2 separate regions of the Hordeum vulgare genome follow, and region 1 is linked to region 2. Evidence: chromatin contacts called from public Hi-C data. All regions are on one chromosome and are shown on one strand. Each heading gives the region's core, a stretch centred on a gene start, on an enhancer-like site or on the middle of the called end of the contact. The rest is flanking DNA. Distances are from core to core; before and after follow the strand shown.

Region 1 (5,281 bases), core at 804-3,303, 610 kb after region 2:
TGGCGGGTGGATTCCCGTGTGGTTGTATCGTTGAGTTAATTGAAATGTTAATGGATTTGGGTATTTGATCTGTGTTGGTCGGAGACCTTATTACGCATTAACTGTCTATGTGGGAGAAGTTATGCGTACTCGGCGTCGTGGTATGAGCCGAACCTCTTCAGACGTCAGCAATGGAGCGGCGCGCGCCCGAGTGGTCCGGATAGGCATCGCGCTTGTAATAAGGGGTGCTAGGACTAACTTTGCCCGCCCTCGCATCGTGCAGGAGTGCAAAGGGTGATGGGCCCATGACCCGTGCGTGCTTAGGATTTAGACCGGCGGGTTGGCCTCTCTGTTGAGTCTAGGTGGGGCTGCAACGTGTCGATGATCCGAGGCCGGGCATGACCCAGGGAAGTGTGTCCGACTAGAGTTTATCGAGCGTGACGGGGAATATGTTGTGCACCCGTGCAGGGAAGAACTTATCTATTCGAATACCTTTGTCCACGGTTATAGGACGACTTGTAGTTGTGCCCCGATCTTATACAACTACAACTGTTACTTAACTGGAATGTTGCTCCGGGATTGCTTCCTCGCAGGGAGTCGAGGGAGAATCTCTGGGCGTGACCTCATATTAATATTGCTGCAACAATATGACTAGTATTTGTGTTACCTTGTTCTACTCTCGTCTATTGCTGCAAGACCGTTGAAGATGCTAGTCTTTGTTAGGACTAGGCCTTCTCTCTCTATTGTCGCATTGCTCATGCATATAACCCCCTTTCCTTGATACTGATGCATACTTAGCATAGTTCTTATGTTTGTCGTGCGAGTACTTTGGATGAGTACTCACCGTTGCTTTGCTCCCCTTTCCCCCTTGATCCGTGGCTGCGACCAAATAATGGAGCCTAGGAGATGGAGTATCCTGTCGATGACGACCGCTACCCCGACGGTGCCTACTACTACGTAGAGGCCGCTGAAGACCAAGAGTAGTTAGGAGGCTCCCAAGCAGGAGGCCTTCGCCTCGTTCTATCGTTGTATCTTTTGTGCTAGCCTTCTCTAAGGCACCTCATGTTTAATGTTTGTACTCAGATATTTGTTGCTTCCGCTGACTCGTGTGTTTATCGAGCTTCTATATTCTAGCCCTCGAGACCCCTGGCTTGTAATAGGAAGCTTGTATGTTTTATATGTGTCTAAGAGTTGTGTTATGATATCTTTTCGTGAGTCCTTGAGCTTGGTTGTACGCATTTGCGTGTTTGGTTAGCGTACGATCAAACCGAGGACGTCACATTCACTCGCCGAATGTCCGGGCCATGGGCCGGATGTCCGGCCGCTGTAGGCTTCGCGGGCCTCCATTTGATGATCTTCATCGTCCCTCTTCGTGGGTCTTGGCCATCACTCCGAGTGTCTCACAGGTCACCTTCATGGTACCTAAGCATTCATAGTGTTTTCGCTTGAGGTAGCGTCCATGTCTCGAGTGAATTGAAATGAGAGGGATTTAGAAACGGGTTCACTTTATGTTCAATGACACTTGGGTTTGGGAAGTAGTGGGAGTGTACATGAGGATGACCGTAAGATGCTTCGCATCACACACTCAACTTAGCCAAATTAGGGATACAATCTACCAAACCTTGTGACGTCTATACAACGCCTTTTGCGGCATGTAAGCCGAGCGACGCTCACACGCTATTTTTGTCGGCCGGATCAGCAAGCAAAATGAGCGTTGCTCACTCCCCCTTGCTCGGTTTTCACGGTCGACTATGGCCGGTTGATCACTGACGGATTGACCAGCTGACTATTGACTTAAAAAAACATGAATCTAATTTTTTTTCATAAAAATTGAAAGTAGTTCACATTGTCAAAAAAAGTTCACAATTATTAAAAAAATTTGAAATTTTAGAAGAAGTTTCGTAGAGTGAAAAAAAATCGTAAATTTGATAGGAGAGGTTTGGGCCAGATCCTATTCGGCGCTTAATGCGCCTCTTATTGTTTTCTGCAATTAGCCCAGTGCACGGCGCAATGTGTCACAAAAATCTTGCGGAAAATCCGAGATCGGCGTAACGCGACTAGGCTAGTGGCACCGAGCCCATCTACGCCATCCGTCTGCGGGGGCACCACAAACCAGAAGAAGAAATGGCAGCGGGCCCCACGCCATCCACCGCCGCGTCCTTCCGGCCGCCCCTGCCGCCTCCGCCGCCGTGCTTCGACTACCGGTCCGCGTCACTCGCCGACACGCGTGCCACCACAGCCGCTTCGAACCCCGCGCTGGCTGAGTTGGTCGAGTCCGGCGCACTGGTGCGCATCCCGCGGCGGCGGTTCGGGCCGGTGCCGGCGTGGCGGCCGCCGGACTTCGCTGAGCCCGACGAGGTGTGGATCCTCGGGACCTCGCACCTCTCCGCGGAGTCCGCCGATGAGGTCGAGCGCGTGCTCCGCGCCATCCGCCCCGACAACGTCGTCGTCGAACTCTGCCGGAGCAGGCATGATCCAGCATCCCGATCGACCGATCACATATCATCACCGTTTCTCTCTTGGAAATCTGAGCGGTGCCTTTGCAGTGCCCTTACTACAGAGCCGGGATCATGTACGCTTCCGACGCCGCCTCCGGCGAGCCGCTGTTGAAATCCAACATGTTCTCGCTCGGTGGCACCAAGTTCTTCGGAGCCGTCAACCGGAGCATCAACCTGGGTATGTAGTACTGTATGTACTACCTGAGATTCGTCGAACAAATGGAACGCTGTTGATTTCATTGCCATCTTTTCGGGACGGTGCAGGTGGACAGAGTGCTCTTGCTCTGCGTTTGCTCCTAGCTGTGTTTTCGTCCAAGATTTCTTCTGGCGCGAACAGGCCGTTTGGGGAGGAGGTACTCTGTTTGGCCATGTCAATATTTCACATAATGTTAATTTGTTATGGAACGAGTCAGCACCTCAAATTGTTTTGTTACTAATGTAAATATGTAATGCTCCTGCAGTTCCGAGCAGCTAGGAGGGTGTCTGAAGATATTGGTGCTCAGCTCGTTCTTGGGGATCGCCCCATTGAAATAACTGTATGTGGACATCTGCAATTAAGCAAGCTGATCATTTTTTTTTTTTTTTTGAAACGAGGCAAAAGACTTCCATTTTCATTGAATAAGGAGAAGAGTGTGTTCACAACAGCGCACATCCGCAAAAGCAAGCTGATCATATGCTAGTTATATGTGTGTCACTGATGGTGTCACATTTTGTTCTTGTAGCTTGAACGAGCTTTGAAATCCCTCAGCTGGGATGAAAAGACGAAACTCATAATCTCATTATTCCGTGGAATCACTTCAACAACCGATATGCCGGTAAGTGCTACCTACTCGTGCTCCTGTTTCCAATCTTCTTGTTAATCAATTTGCCAAAGTACCAGCGTTTGCAGTTATTACTGTCTTAGTCTTACTGACATGCATGTCTGACTGCTAACTATCAGCAGCAGGATGAGAAAGCTGCGGTTAGCCCATACGAGTTGTACGAGAAGCTTAGCAGCTCATATCCTTCACTGCTCCAGCCTCTCATACATGAGCGCGACATGGTACGATGGCGCTTCTCCGCAACTTTCATCTGAAAATTCCAACTTACTCCGTACTTCATCTGAAAACAAACCAATATTTGCCTCTGAAGCATGAACGTATATATTATTATTTTTGCATGTGTTGCTTCTCAGTTCCTGGCTTGGTCCCTAAAGAGGAGCAAGGCCGTGAACAAGAGCAAGACGGTGGTTGGGGTCATGGGGAAGGGGCATATGAACGGCGTGGTGTACGCGCTGATCTCTGACCAGGGGGACCTGAGGTTCCGCGACCTCGTCGGCAGGGAATCGTCGGAGACCTGGGCTAGCTCCGTCGTCAAGGGCCTGGTCAGGGATACGGTGATAGGGCTCGCGCTTTGGGCTCTGTACGAACTGCTGCAGGCTGCCGCCTACATATAACGTTGTAGCTGAAATCCATTCTTAATACTGACATTTGTAAGCGTGCACGCTCTTTGCAAGATCGATGCAGCTTCAGATTGTAAAGTCAAGTCCCTGTGTAAACTTTTACAAGACGTTGAAGGGATTTCCGACAACCCTAGAACATAAACACTATCTAGCTCGTCGTTTCTATATTGAACAGTAACGTTACGGTCTATGACGTTGTCAAAAAGGTCAGACCATGAAATATTTTCATATCGAGTTCAGCTTGTGACAAAGATCGCTGAAAAGGTTAGAATAATGATTTCGTCCCGCCAAGTAGACTGTGTTTTTATTTAGCAGTAAGTAGACTGTGCGAAGTTCCTCGTGTTGTCTCTAAGCAAGGGCCACCTACGTTTCATTTTCGGCATTTGCCTCATAACAAGCCACTTACTTCTTTCTATTGAGCAAATAGAAGCCCATTTCCATCTTTAAAAAAAGCTCATTGGCATAGATTCGAACTAACCAGGCCATTCTAAATCCAAGAATGTTCAGAGGCTAATGCGAATAACTGGCATTGTAATCTGCATGACAGATTAGCATGCCATGACTATATTAAGGCATGCAGAGATGTAAGTCACGAAACTAAATTTTCAATCGCTGTGAGGGATATACCGAGAGCGTACTAGCCGCAAAAAACGTGAGACTGCATCGATGGAGCTCCGTCGGTTGGGAAAGGGAAGAGTTTAGCTGCTGCTATTTTTAGCGCATAAGAGGAACCTAAAATGAAGGAAGTGGTAAGAAAAAAGGTAATTGGGTTACTTGATGCTGAAATTATTTTCCTTATAGCTGGAAGCAAGTGTGTAAGTCTAATTCAGTGTGTTCACTAAGAAAGGGGGATTCATAGTTGTGCCTCAAGGTGGGAATGGGTTGATCCGGACCTGGCCTTGGACCTGGCCACGTGGTCCCAGGGTCAGTATGCGAGGCCATGGTCAGTATGCGAGGCCATGGGTCGACCCATCTCTACTATTAAAGGGGGTCTGCCGTCGTCGTGATGGTTCGACCAACGATCTTCCTTCGAGCGCACGCCCCCGCCCCACCGATTTTCTTCACCATACGACCCCGCTCCCATCTCTGGTTTACAAGGAAAAAACCAAAAAAGACCCTCCAGCGGTCCACCCACGCACGCACGTCTTCTCTTTGCAATCTGCAACTGCCGCTCGACCAATCCCCTGAACACACACGACTCAAACGTCTCCCCTCCCGGATCCTGCGATCTCGAACCCCGCTGCTGTCTTCTACGTAAACCTGCAAGTCCTCCCGGCCAGGCAACATTGAGATAGTGGAGAGCTCGTGGAATACATCACATATCGTAGCGCCGCTGCTCCAGCTCGTAGTGCCAATCCCTGCG
Region 2 (5,531 bases), core at 574-3,073:
GGCGGTGGCGGTGGCGGTGGCGCTGAGCGGACCGGAAAAGGAGCAGCTGGTATCAAGATCGACATCGTCCGCCGTTGGCGGGTCGACCGCTTTGTGGAAGGTGAGCGAGTGCTCAAGGTCGGTGGAGTAGTCGTCGCGGAGCGACCACCGCCGCGCCGGAACGATGCTGACGATGCCGATGCTGCGCGCGACCGCGGAGCGCTCGAGCGCGCCGAGGCTGGCCTTCTTGACGAACAGCCCGGCGAAGCCCGAGGGGTTCTCGCCGAACACCTTGAAGAAATTGCAGACGATGAAGTCCGGGCGGAGGAGGGAGAGGCCGAGGGTGTCGAGGTCCTTGGCGCCGAGCGCGCACGCGTCCAGCGCCACGTGCCACCCCTGCTCCGCCGCGGCGCTCATCCAGAGGTACGGGTACCTCGCGCCGGTCATCCGGGACACCAGCGGGAACACGAAGAGACCACGGCCGCGCTGCCGCCGCCGCCCACGGAGCAGCTTCTTGCGGAGGTCTGCGGCGTGGACGCGCATGCTCGGCCACGCGAAGCTCGCGTGCATGACCTCCGCGCCGCGGTTGCGCGCGCTCTGGGCCATGGCACCCACCGCCTCGCTCTCGTAGTCGTACACAGAGAGCAGCTTCTTCCTGCCGCCGCCGGGAGTGAAGGAGTAGGATTCGGCCAGGAGCCGGAAGGCTGTGGTCCGGTTCGCCGTGCACACCATGGTGTACTCATCCTCGGGGATCTTGAGGGACGCCATGATGCGCCTCGTAACGGCGCCGCTGATGCCTCCTCCCGCCGCGGATTCGGCGGCGATGCCGTCCCCGCATTGCTGCACCTGCGATCGCAGGCTCGCCGACCTGTACGCGATGTCGAAGAAGGGCGGCTGCCACGCCGACGGCTCCGCCGGAGCGGACGTGGAGGGCACCGAGGAGTTCATCTGCGCGTGGGAGAAGAGGTTCATCCCGTTGTAGTCCAGGCAGACGTGGCGGTCGAGGTGCCTGTATTCCCCGTCCCTGATCGCGTCCGCCGTGCCGGCTAGCCCGCCGTACTGCGGGAACGCGGCGGCGAACTCCGAGTAGGCCTCGGGGAGCGCGGGGAGGGACTCGTGGTTGGTGAACACCGGCGCCCCGGGGAACAGCCCCGACGCTGCCGACCTGACGAAGTTGTGCCGCGACGTCCTCGCCGACGTGGTCGTGACGGTCGTGACCGTGGCCGTCCGCTTGGCGCGCACAGGCACGCAGCCGGGCATGCAGCCGTGCTCGCTGTCCGCAGGACCATTCGACGCCGATGCCGCCGGCATCTCGCGCTGCTTCTGCTTCTGCTTCTGCCTCTGCCTCTTGTCGTCGTCGTCGCCGGCTGCCGCGTTCTTGCTGCCCCTGGATAAGTACTTTGTGAAGAGGAAGAGCATGGTTGCCTCATGGGCGGGCTGTCGTTGGGCTAGCTAGCTCGGCGGGGGCGCCGGCCGGGCGCGGTCGACGCTGCTGTCTAGGAGCTGTCGGACAGCGACCGGATGGCCGGGGGCCGGCCGCGGCCGCCTCTTCCCGGCTCCTTGTTTGCTTCGCTAGCTGTAGCTGGTGATGAACGACGATGTGCGCGCCAGTGGATCTCCTGCTGCCGGGGGAAAGTTTTAGTTTCTCCTTAGGCTCACGCAGACAGCGACGTAGCAACAAAGCGTGAAGGAGCACCCATCTGGTTCATGGAGGCTGCTACGCAGTGCCAGTCAATGAGAAAACCGCTGACTCACAGATGATTATATAGGATTGTCTTCAACCTGAACATACATTCTCTTTTACGTATGATCGTGGAATCGTAAACCAGAGCAGACAGAGTTGCTTTCCCACTCCCCCGGATTCATGGATTTTTACTGTTTTTTTCCTCCAGTATTTATGCTTTCCAACATAGACTAGAGGTCGCCCTTGACGTTGACACGGTACTACTACTACCGACTACCGTCTGTTCCGTTGTGCCTAAAATTACCGTGGTTACAATGAGATCTCTATCCTATGCGATTCGGCCAACTTCACTGGACGACCCGTTCTGTCAGTCCCGTCCGTTTGGGGGTAAAAGGAACAAACAGGTCGACCCAGCGTGAGACGGTCCAGATTCATCTTGTCCGTGTTGTGTCCGGCACGCTTCATTTCGAACGCAAACTTGCGCGGGATTTGAATCGCGGCGGACATCAAACAGATGCGCTCGTCCGTGCCGGGACGCGTGGCAGGCGGCCACCTACCTTCCACCGTCCACATCAATGCGCACGAGCGGCCGGGCCCATCTGTCCTCCGCCTAGGGAACGATCACGGTCCTTCTTAAATGGGGAAGCCGTGGACCGATCGTCGTCCACAGTTCCCATCGACACCCCTCGACCTTCTCGAAACCCGACAGCCGTGAACCCTAGCAGCCTCCTCGAACTCGCCGGCCGCCCACATCGCAGCAGCCATGGGCCTGTGGAACTACGACCGCAAGGGCAACCACAACCGCGAGGCTGGCTCCTCGTCGGGCCGCCGCCGCGGCTTCGTGAAGGAGGAGGCCGCATCGCCACCGCGCCGTGCCTCCGCCGCGGCTCCCTTCACCATCGCCCTAGGCCAGCCAGCCATCGCGACCGGCAGTACCTCAATGTTGAGGTATGCCGGCGCTACTGGGAGACGAAGACGCCGGTCCGTGGAGCGACGTCCACCTCCCCAACGCGTGGCACCTCTCCGCCGACCGCGTCCCTATCTCGCCGGTGCCGACGAGCGACCGTGCGCGCCGCAAGGAGATCGAGCGTCGTCGTCGCCTCCTCCCCGACGACCTCTACTACGACGAAAGGTACGCCGCCGACTCCACCCTCTAGGACACCTGGCTCAGGGACGAGCACGACGTGCAGCGTGCCTCCTACTTCGCTGGCACGGTCTCGGGGCCGCCGCGGGCACGGGAGGTGCGCGGGCGTACACGGGTGCGCGGCCTCACGCCCACGTCCTCGCCTTCCCCGTCTCCGTCACCACCTCCACCTCCTCGCATGACGGAGGAGGAGGAGGCCCGGCTCATGCATCGCGTCATGGAGGACTCCATGACGACACATGATGAGTGCCAATGGCCGGGCTTGGACCGCGCCATGGCCCTCTCTGCGGCCGGCGACGTCGCCATCCCCGAGCAGATGGGGGAGGAGGAGGTGGCCACGTTCCCTCCGGAACTGATGGGCGCGTCATGGGGTTGGTCGTGCACCGCGCCGGAGATGGCGCAGGCAGTGTGGGTCGTGAACTGGTGCCCCACACCGCCGCGGTCACCGGAGCGGGACGCCTCGCCACGGGAGGAGGTGGTGCAGGCCAGCTTCCAGTCCGCCCCCGCGCACCATGGCCCGCCGGCCCACCTCTAGACGTCGCCGGCCTACGTCGACCTCGTCAACGACGACGACGACGACGTCACCGGCGGCCAGTGAAGACGGCGACGGCCACGGCAACGACGGGCTTCTTTTTTATGTTAATTATGTCAAAACTGGGCCGTTTTGTGGCCGTGAAAACTGGGACGTTTTTAATGTTAATGTTATTATGTTTTATGTTTTTTAACTACGTTTATTTATTTTTACTTGCGTTTTTTTTTAATCAAGTCCAACACGGACATGATTTGGGATGCGGCCGCACGGTAGGGGCACACACGACCCAACGGACAGAGGCTGACATGGACGAACTCATTGTCGTCCCAAACGGACAAAATCCGGCCAAACCGAACGTTCGTTTGGGGTCGTGCGGTGGAGTTGGCCTAACCTAACTGTTTCATTTGTGGGAGGCTGGTCATAGTGGGAGTAACTAAGAAGTATCATGCACTTGTGAATAGCAAACATGCTGATATAGGAGATAATTAAAGAAGAAGGAGAGGGTTAGAGTAACATAGGTAGATAACGTAACATGTTAAATGCTACTATGCTACTATGTGTCATGCATGCCAATAAATGAAATCATCTATTATACTAGTTTATGATACTATGCACTATGAAGGTAATATTATAAAATAATATCATATGCATAATACTACTATATGATACTCCCCACTATGACGAGCCTGAGGCGTCGAAAAAGATGACGTAATTTTCTCGATAGATTGGCGATAACGACAACCTAACGAGACGTGGACGAGCCTAAGCCTCGATAAAGTTATCGGCAGGCCCAGATAGGTCAGCGGGAAGGCGACTACTTTCCCTCCGAAGGCAGCTAAGATGTGGTGCAGATCTGCGCCATCACATCTGATCGGAGCAGCTGTTGATTTGGACGGATTGATGAGCAGCCCCGATGCTCGCCCAAAGTCACGTAGGATAGCCATGAGAACTGTGATCTCTTCTGCTGCCGGATTGGCGAAGATGACGGCGTCGTCTACATAGAGGCTAACTCTGAGGGGGATTCCCCTGCCTGGTAGCGGTGCAATTTCTTGCAACTCCGTGGCCTTCTCAAGGAGGCGGTGGAGGGTGTCAATGGTGATGATGAAGAGCAGTGGGGAGAGGGAGTCCCCTTGCCGTAGGCCCCGTTGATGGGTGAAGTAGCAGCCGGTAGTGCCGTTTAGCAGGACGGCCGAAGAGGCCGTGCAGAGATGGCGCGTTTTGACCAACCTGCTTCGATCGGCCGAGGAGCTCATTGACGTTGACCGTATTCCATGCCATTCCACCCATGCTACGGCAGATGAACATTTTTCTAAGTTTATCATGTACTCCCTCCGTTCTTAAATATAAGTTTTTAAAGAGATTTCATTAGTGGACTACATACGGATGTATATAGACATACTTTAGAGTGTAGATTTACTTATTTTGCTTCGTATGCAGACTCCTAGTGAAATATCTTAAAAGACTTATATTTAGGAACGGAGGGAGTACTCTCCTCCGTTTCTTAATATAAATATTATTAAAATTCTACTATACACAACTCCCTTTGTTTCTAAATATAATACATTTTAAAGATTTCGTTATAAACAAGATTCAGATGTATATAGACATATTTAAAATATATATTCACTCATTTTACTACTATGTAGTCTAAAATATAATATTAAAAAGTCTTATATTTAAAAACAAAAGGAATAGTATATACATATGTATATAAATATACTTAAAAAAAGTTTGCACCACGACCACGACGGTGTACGTATATTCCCAGCGTGTTACCAACAAATACGTATAATCAAAATTGGCGTCCACCTCCGGCTGCTGTCTACACATACGAGCTGTTGAGCAGTTGCAATTGCAACGCCCTCGTTGAGTCTGCGCAGGCGATCATTCCAGGCAGAAAAAGGGCAGTGCGTGGCCGAAGTGGACAGCGTGCCACCGCGGGGAAAAGAAGCCCCACTACGCCACGACCGGTTCAACGATCTCGACACCACAGATAGAGAGAGGCCGTCCTGCATCTGTGCCTGCTAAAGAAAAATCTCCTTCTTGATTGCTCTGGACAACGGCGACTGACGAAGAGACGGCGATCAATCCCTGCGTGGCTGCGTGTGTGTGTGTGAAAGATGTGAAAACGTGACCGGAAAACCGGCGTCTCCATGTACATGTACCTGGAGGCCAAGCGCAAGGCCCGGCCA

What was found. Hi-C and Micro-C count contacts between places; a contact is called where the count stands out from the background.
Region 1: a contact with region 2 is called in a Hi-C map of leaf, with 5 times the contacts expected there. The contact joins the promoter of LOC123411800 here to the promoter of LOC123412456 in region 2. A contact is called at or near these places in 1 of 6 Hi-C or Micro-C datasets (leaf) and 1 of 1 datasets of contacts at active chromatin or transcription factors (embryo).

What each region holds. Positions count from the first base shown.
Region 1 is chr7H:226,795,955-226,801,235 of MorexV3_pseudomolecules_assembly, forward strand. It overlaps LOC123411800 (traB domain-containing protein), which reads left to right and starts at 2,054. Exons shown (of 7, transcript XM_045104762.1): 1 at 2,054-2,447; 2 at 2,540-2,655; 3 at 2,742-2,830; 4 at 2,939-3,013; 5 at 3,200-3,292; 6 at 3,424-3,519; 7 at 3,652-4,106. The coding sequence starts at 2,104. The coding sequence ends at 3,912.
Region 2 is chr7H:226,186,472-226,192,002 of MorexV3_pseudomolecules_assembly, forward strand. It overlaps LOC123412456, which reads right to left and starts at 1,824. Exons shown (of 1, transcript XM_045105405.1): 1 at 1-1,824. The coding sequence starts at 1,398.